Linked DNA regions of Rattus norvegicus: region 2 is linked to region 1. A link is a contact called in public Hi-C data. All regions are on one chromosome and are shown on one strand. The core of a region is the stretch at or near the end of the contact, and the rest is flanking DNA. Distances in the headings are between cores, read along the strand shown. Region 1 overlaps Pdzd2 (PDZ domain containing 2). Region 2 holds the start of Pdzd2 (PDZ domain containing 2).

The links. A called contact is a pair of places that touch in the nucleus more often than the background predicts.
Region 2: a Hi-C map of Schwann cells shows a contact between it and region 1, with 5 times the contacts expected there. The contact joins the promoter of Pdzd2 here to the enhancer-like site in region 1. A contact is called at or near these places in 3 of 12 Hi-C or Micro-C datasets (Schwann cells, frontal cortex and psoas muscle).

Annotation. Positions count from the first base shown.
Region 1 is chr2:63,110,784-63,113,650 of GRCr8, forward strand. It overlaps Pdzd2 (PDZ domain containing 2), which reads right to left. Exons shown (of 24, transcript NM_022940.2): 24 at 867-2,867. Among named protein-coding and RNA genes, the nearest start is that of Golph3, 37 kb to the left of the region's middle. Within about 2 kb of position 1,473, at least 23 of the 93 cell types and tissues checked have an H3K27ac peak or open chromatin away from gene starts, as enhancers often do. A contact at or near this core is called in Schwann cells, where this site is marked.
Region 2 is chr2:63,495,830-63,498,922 of GRCr8, forward strand. Pdzd2 (PDZ domain containing 2) reads right to left here and starts at 1,649. Exons shown (of 24, transcript NM_022940.2): 1 at 1,380-1,649.

The DNA.
Region 1 (2,867 bases), core at 223-2,722:
TCCGTTTTATTTACTTATGTATTATTTATGGTTTCTCGAGAGAGAGGGTTTCTCTGTAGAACAGCCCTGGCTGTCCTGGAGCTAGCTCTGTAATCCAGGCTGGCCTTGAACTCAGAGATCCACCTGCCTCTGCCTCCGAGTGCTGGGATTAACAGCTGTAGTTTTGTTCTTTTGGAGACAGGAGCGCAGTACCTCAGGCTACCTTGAAGTATGGGTGTGCTCCAGAGCGGTGGCTGCTGGGAATTAAACTAGGACCTCTGGAAGAGCAGTCAGTTCCCTTAACCACTGAGCCATCTCTCCAGCCCCGAGAATGTATATTCTCGCCTCTTTTGTAGTATTTGTCTCTTCAGAGCCTTAATAGAGAAGATGGTTTTTATTTTACCCTGTGAAGCAGGACCCCAGAGCAAGTATGAGGAGGAACATAGGCTTTTCTCTGAGGAAGAGAAAACTTTCGTGAACAATGAGAGGAAAACCTGGCAAATAATTGCTTAGTGGCAAAGAGGGTCGGGTGGAAGTTGGAAATCGGGGATTTATAGTGGCATTCTTCATTGTGGGTGTGGGATGTGTCAGTAATAGCAGACATAGGTTCCAAGACTCTGGCCAGGATCCAGGCCTAGCTAGCTAGTGTGTGTGTCTTGTCTGTTGTGAGAGGAAGTGTGAATGGATCAGGCTTAAATGGGAGAAAGCAGCAGTTGCTATTGTTGTTAAGATGTAGTGAGAAGTGCTCAGGGATCTGTGAGAGCCAGATGGAGACATGTTAGAGGTGTGCTGCTTCCCCTTGCCTCTTACCTGTATAGGTGATACGGAATAAACAGCACAGTAAAAAGAGCCTTGGTATTACTCATCGCATAACAACGAGGCAAAGCCAAGTAGTAAGCAGTGTTTATTTTTTGAAAATTATTTAAAAAATTGTTTACAGAGAGGTGGATTTACATAACTTGGCAACATTTTTAAAATGTACAGGCCATTTCATATTTATTGCACTTACTCTTTAATATATAAGGCATTTTATCTTACATAAATAATGTATAATGTACAAGTGTGGTGCCAATTAAAGTCAACCCTACAATGTAATGCGATATGTGTGGGAGGGTGTGAATGAAACCCAACCTACATGAGCCTTCACGATATTGTCTTACAACTACGATTTGTGTAACACATTTTACCTCATAGCTTACTGTGAGTGACTGACCACATACAAAGAAAGAAAAAGGGTTAGAACAATACCATTAGTGTTCACTGCAGGAAGTGTGGGGATTTATTAGACTAATCAGCAATACTAGTCATGCCTTGAACACTGAACACAAATAAATAGCTTTCTATCTCAGGGTCAGAGACAGGGCTAGCTCTTGCTTCTTCCCTTACATTCCCAGTTAGCTGGGAAGATCCAGGCCAAATGCTTGATGACTTAACATGGTGTAGCAAGTCCTCCGTGTACTCTTCAGATAGGAGCTCTGGGGACACTTGGAAAGAGGCCATTGCTCCCGGAAGTCCTGTCTGTTCACAAAGGACTTAATAGGCATGACTGTAAGGGAGTAGAGGCAAACAAAAAGGAAAGAAAAAAATGGTTTTCCGTGCTGACTTAAAATTATCATTCAAGTAAGAAAGCAGAAAACTGACCCTTGAGACTTAAACGACAACCTAGCATGCACCTTGCACTGACGTCTTAAGAGTATCCTACTTGTAACTGTAAGGAAAAGAAGATGCTAAGCCAGTTTTCCTAGCTAACTCCTGGACTGTAGTTTTCTCTGTGAGACCTGTTGAAAATGAGCCAGGTATATCGCGTCCGCCTACGGGCCCTCTCTTGGGTCCTCTGCAGGCGGCCAGCAGGATCGGGCTCAGATGATGACGTACGAAGGCAACAGCAGCTCAAGCACCTCAGCCGTCTTTCCCCTAGACCCAGCTGTTAACCAGAGCGGCGAAACCATAGCATTGTGCATGCGTGATTTGAAAACGAGGTTTCCACCCAAGACCCCAGGACCCAGCACTGGGTGGCACCACCTGAGGAGAGGGTGGTGAACACTGTGCAGTCCTTTTCCTTGAGAATGACTCACCCTGTTTTTCCATTTTCCTTGTTTGGTAAAGGAAGCTGGCGAGGCTTTGGAATTTAAGAAAATGATGGTCAGTGCAAAGGGAGGAAAAGCCAGCTTGTGAGGAGGAAGGGCTTCGAAGAAGTTCACGGCAGCCAAGCCGGAGGAGTTTTACAAGCAGCTTGAGTCAAAATGATCAGTGGGACCCTAGTTTTAGCAAGAGGAAGAGTTTGCAAAACAGGAAAAACCAAAATAGCAAGAAGTTGAACCACCGCAGATCTCTGTCAGGGAAGAGAGCTGGACTGTAGTCCAGCTTCTTTAGGTCTGGAGGGGAAAGGAGAAAAGCTAACAAGAAAATTTCCCCGAGAGGATGCTCCTCAGTCTGGACCACAGAATGCCTATGTTTGCAAGTCGAAGGATTGAACTCTCAAATTCCTTTCCGGTGGGGGGGGTGGTGGTGGTGGTGGTGGTGGTGGGGGTGCATGTATGTGTGTGGAAACAGAAACACGCTGACAACTTTGCCTGTTTTTGTGTTGATCAGCCTTGAATTCGACCATGTACTCAAGTTTGAAAACTAGATGCAAGGTGCTTTCGGGCTAGAACTTCCTCCCAGGAAGGGAAGCTCACAGCGATTTATTGCAACTCGTCAGAACTGTCGCTCTGGAACGGCCTTATGACTTACACTCTGAAACAGAAAACCATCAGAACTTCCTAGTTCGTATCATACATTACGTTCATTAAAAAATAGCACTTTTTCTTTTTCACTGTTGGGTGATTCCTGAGCTCTGCCTAACAATTAGGTCATAAATTCATTTTCTTTACGTCTCATTTTCCTTT
Region 2 (3,093 bases), core at 399-2,898, 390 kb after region 1:
TGCATCCAAAAATCAATTTCAGTGATAGATTTAAAGCGTGATTCAATATTTTTCCAGGCGCTTATTAACTGTGCCAAGGGGGACGCATTTATAGACCTCACATGGTTCCGACTCTCCTCTCCTAACACCTACCACCCCATGACTCCTACCCCGAAACACGGTGCACAAGCTCACACCGTGGTGTAGCTTTTATAGTAGCAGCAGTTCCTGGCTCATCCTAGTGGAAGAAGAAATTCATGTAGCCAGAACAACCACCCACAGCCAGGGGTGTGCTCTGAGATATTAATTCCACCCTCACAAGCAGCCCTCCCACACCACACCTGCCAGCATGTACCTACCTGGCTCCCACCCAGAAGTCACGGGCCAGAAAAAGCTGACCCAGTAGAAACAGTGGAGACCTACCCCCCCCCAAGCCGGGAGCAGAGATGAGTGTGGGAGACCCCCCCCCCCAGTCAGAGAAGTGCCCTGAAGATTCAGGGGTGTGTCTGCAAGAGGAGCTCACTTTCTTTCGTCACTCCGCAATCACTTACCTGCAGGAGCCTCATCGTGACTTGTCAAGCAAAAGACGTGTAAGAGGCAAAACCGAGCTTAGGCCTCCACAATGCTCAACCTCCAGTCCCAGTATATGCTCTGGACTCTGGAATGCCCCGGTGTCTGTCTTTCCAGTGTCTGCCACCAGCACATGCCAGACCTGGTGTGACTTCAGTGTTCCTTATCAAGATCTATGCATAGAGCAGGGCTGCCAAAGGTAGGCAGCAGGTAAACTTCTGTCCAGGGTCCTAGATCCTTCGTCCCGCCCCCCTCCCCCCAATTCAGTCTTGTGCTTCATGGGGAAGGCGGGCAGGGGGCTGAAGGGGAGTGGACTTCAGGAAGAAATACTTTCCTACTGGAACATCCCTTATCTCCCTAGCAGATGACATTAAAACCCCAAAGATGCCCTTACTCTTCATGCAGACTCTTTCTCGCGCCTCTTAGTGGGTAGGGGATTAGCGAGAGACGAAGCGCAGGAGGATGGTCCTTAAAACAGTGGCTAAGGTAGGGAGACAAACCAACACACTAGGTTAAGGACTCTTGGCCCGATTTAGGCGTCCCAGGCAATGAGCCTCCGGTTATTCCTGTCTCTTGTCTCGCTCCGCCCAACCTCTCTGCTCCACTGTGCCCCTCTTACCTCCCACCAGAAGGAAGAGGAGTTTGTGCCACCCAACGTGGGATCCCACTTGGGTGCCCTCACTCACCGCTTTGCTTGGACTGGGATTCCCGCACCCGATTGTCACTGAACTTTCTCCAGAGCACACCGTCCTGGGGTTACGAGCTCCGCTACCCCGAGAGCCCACCCGAAGCCCCACCCCCGTGGCGACCGTAGCACCAGGTCTCTTCACCTGTTCGTGGATCGGCGGAGGCTCGAGCCGCTCCTGGCGCGTCCAGACTCAGGCGCCGCCCGGCGGTGCCCGCGCAGCTACCGCCGCCCCTTCCACCACCGGTGCCGCCGCCGCGCCTGCCCGGAGAAGCTGCGCCGCAGGGGTTCGCCGGTTGCCGCGGTAGGCGCAATCCCGAGCGTCTTGAGATCGGTCGGGCGCTTGGAGGGCGCCCGCAGCAGCCGCCCCGCCGCGTCCCACTGCCCGCCGCCAGCACGCACTGGCGCTGGGAGTGAGCTGCTCGCTGCGCAGCGCAGCGCAGCGCAGGGATGCTCCGAGCCTCCAGAATGGGCGGGGATTCCTTCCCTCTGCTGGATTCGAGGGGCGGGAACTACCTTCCCGGAGTGACAGGCCCAGGGGGCGGGGATTCCCCTGCAGGAATGACAAGGTGGGCGGGGATTCCCCCCGAGCAAGCCCCGGAGCCGGGAGGACCGCTCTCCCAGGGAAACAGCAGTCCTGGTGCGCCCGCTTCCTGGGGATCCTGGGAGGAACCGATCCAGGGAGACTGCGGCTCAGAGCTGCCATGTAGGCAGGGCTTGGGGCGCCATCTAGGTGGAAGAACCAGAGCTAGGAGGCTTAATTTGCTTTTGCATAGCACGTAGTAGCACATAGCGGAGAAAAATGTCTATTGCCTTTTCAGGGCCTGGGGAGGCCCAGGGAGACTGGAGAAGAGCCACCATCCACCCCAACCTTCCCTGGCCTCTAGCCCTTAGGATACCAATACTTAATATAGTATTAGTCTGAGCATTCCTTGGGAGAGAGAACCTCTTTGCGTCTTAAGAACCCCAGAGCTGTTAATCCTTCAATTAAGCCGCTAGAGGAAATTCCATGGGCCCCAGGATGCAGGATTTGGATCTTATGGACCTCCTGCTGAGTGGACCTCAAGAGCTAAGGCCAACTGCCCTCCGTTTTATTCCAGGTCACTGGGAGAACGGGAGCCTCTGGCTTTTTGGATGCGTCATCCCATGGATTTCAGGAAGCCTTCAAATATTTTTGGTTCCTTTTTTTGTCATCCTTGTCATTCTGCCTACCACAGGGAGAGGACGATAAGAACATAATAGGGAGACTGCACGGCTCTGCAAATTAAGCTCTCTTGAGAGGAAAAGGCTGGTCTTTTTCAAGTGCTGGCAGATAAGGGTAAAAACATACGAAAAATTACAAACCTCGGGATCATGAGTTGTTGAATAAATGCTTTTGACATTTTCTGCAGAGCAGTAATTGGAAATCTTTGCTTTGAGGGAGATGGGGATATGGTGGAGCGTGGCTGGGCTCTAGATTTGTTCAGCAAAGCGTTAAGATCTGCTCTCTTGGAAGAGCAGATAGACATACGTCACCTTCAACCCTCGCAGAGCGTCCCTCAGCACCAGTGACCAGAGTAGACCCAAGGCGTTTCTAGAGAGCATTTTCAGCAAGTTGTCGGGGTTCTTTTCCTCGGCTTTTATAATTCCCAATCTTCAGAGATCAATGTCTGTACAAATCCAGGCCTGCAGTATTACAGACTGCACAGCCTTCACCACCTGCAAGCTTCTCTTCTGTCTACAGAGAAGACACTCGCCGTGCGGAACGGAGCAAGGATCAGTGGTAGGCTGTTCCGTGTAGCACTACGGAGGTGTTCAATGAGACAGGCCTAGAAAGGTGTTATTAGGACGCCACGAAGAATTCTTCCCCAATTATGCAG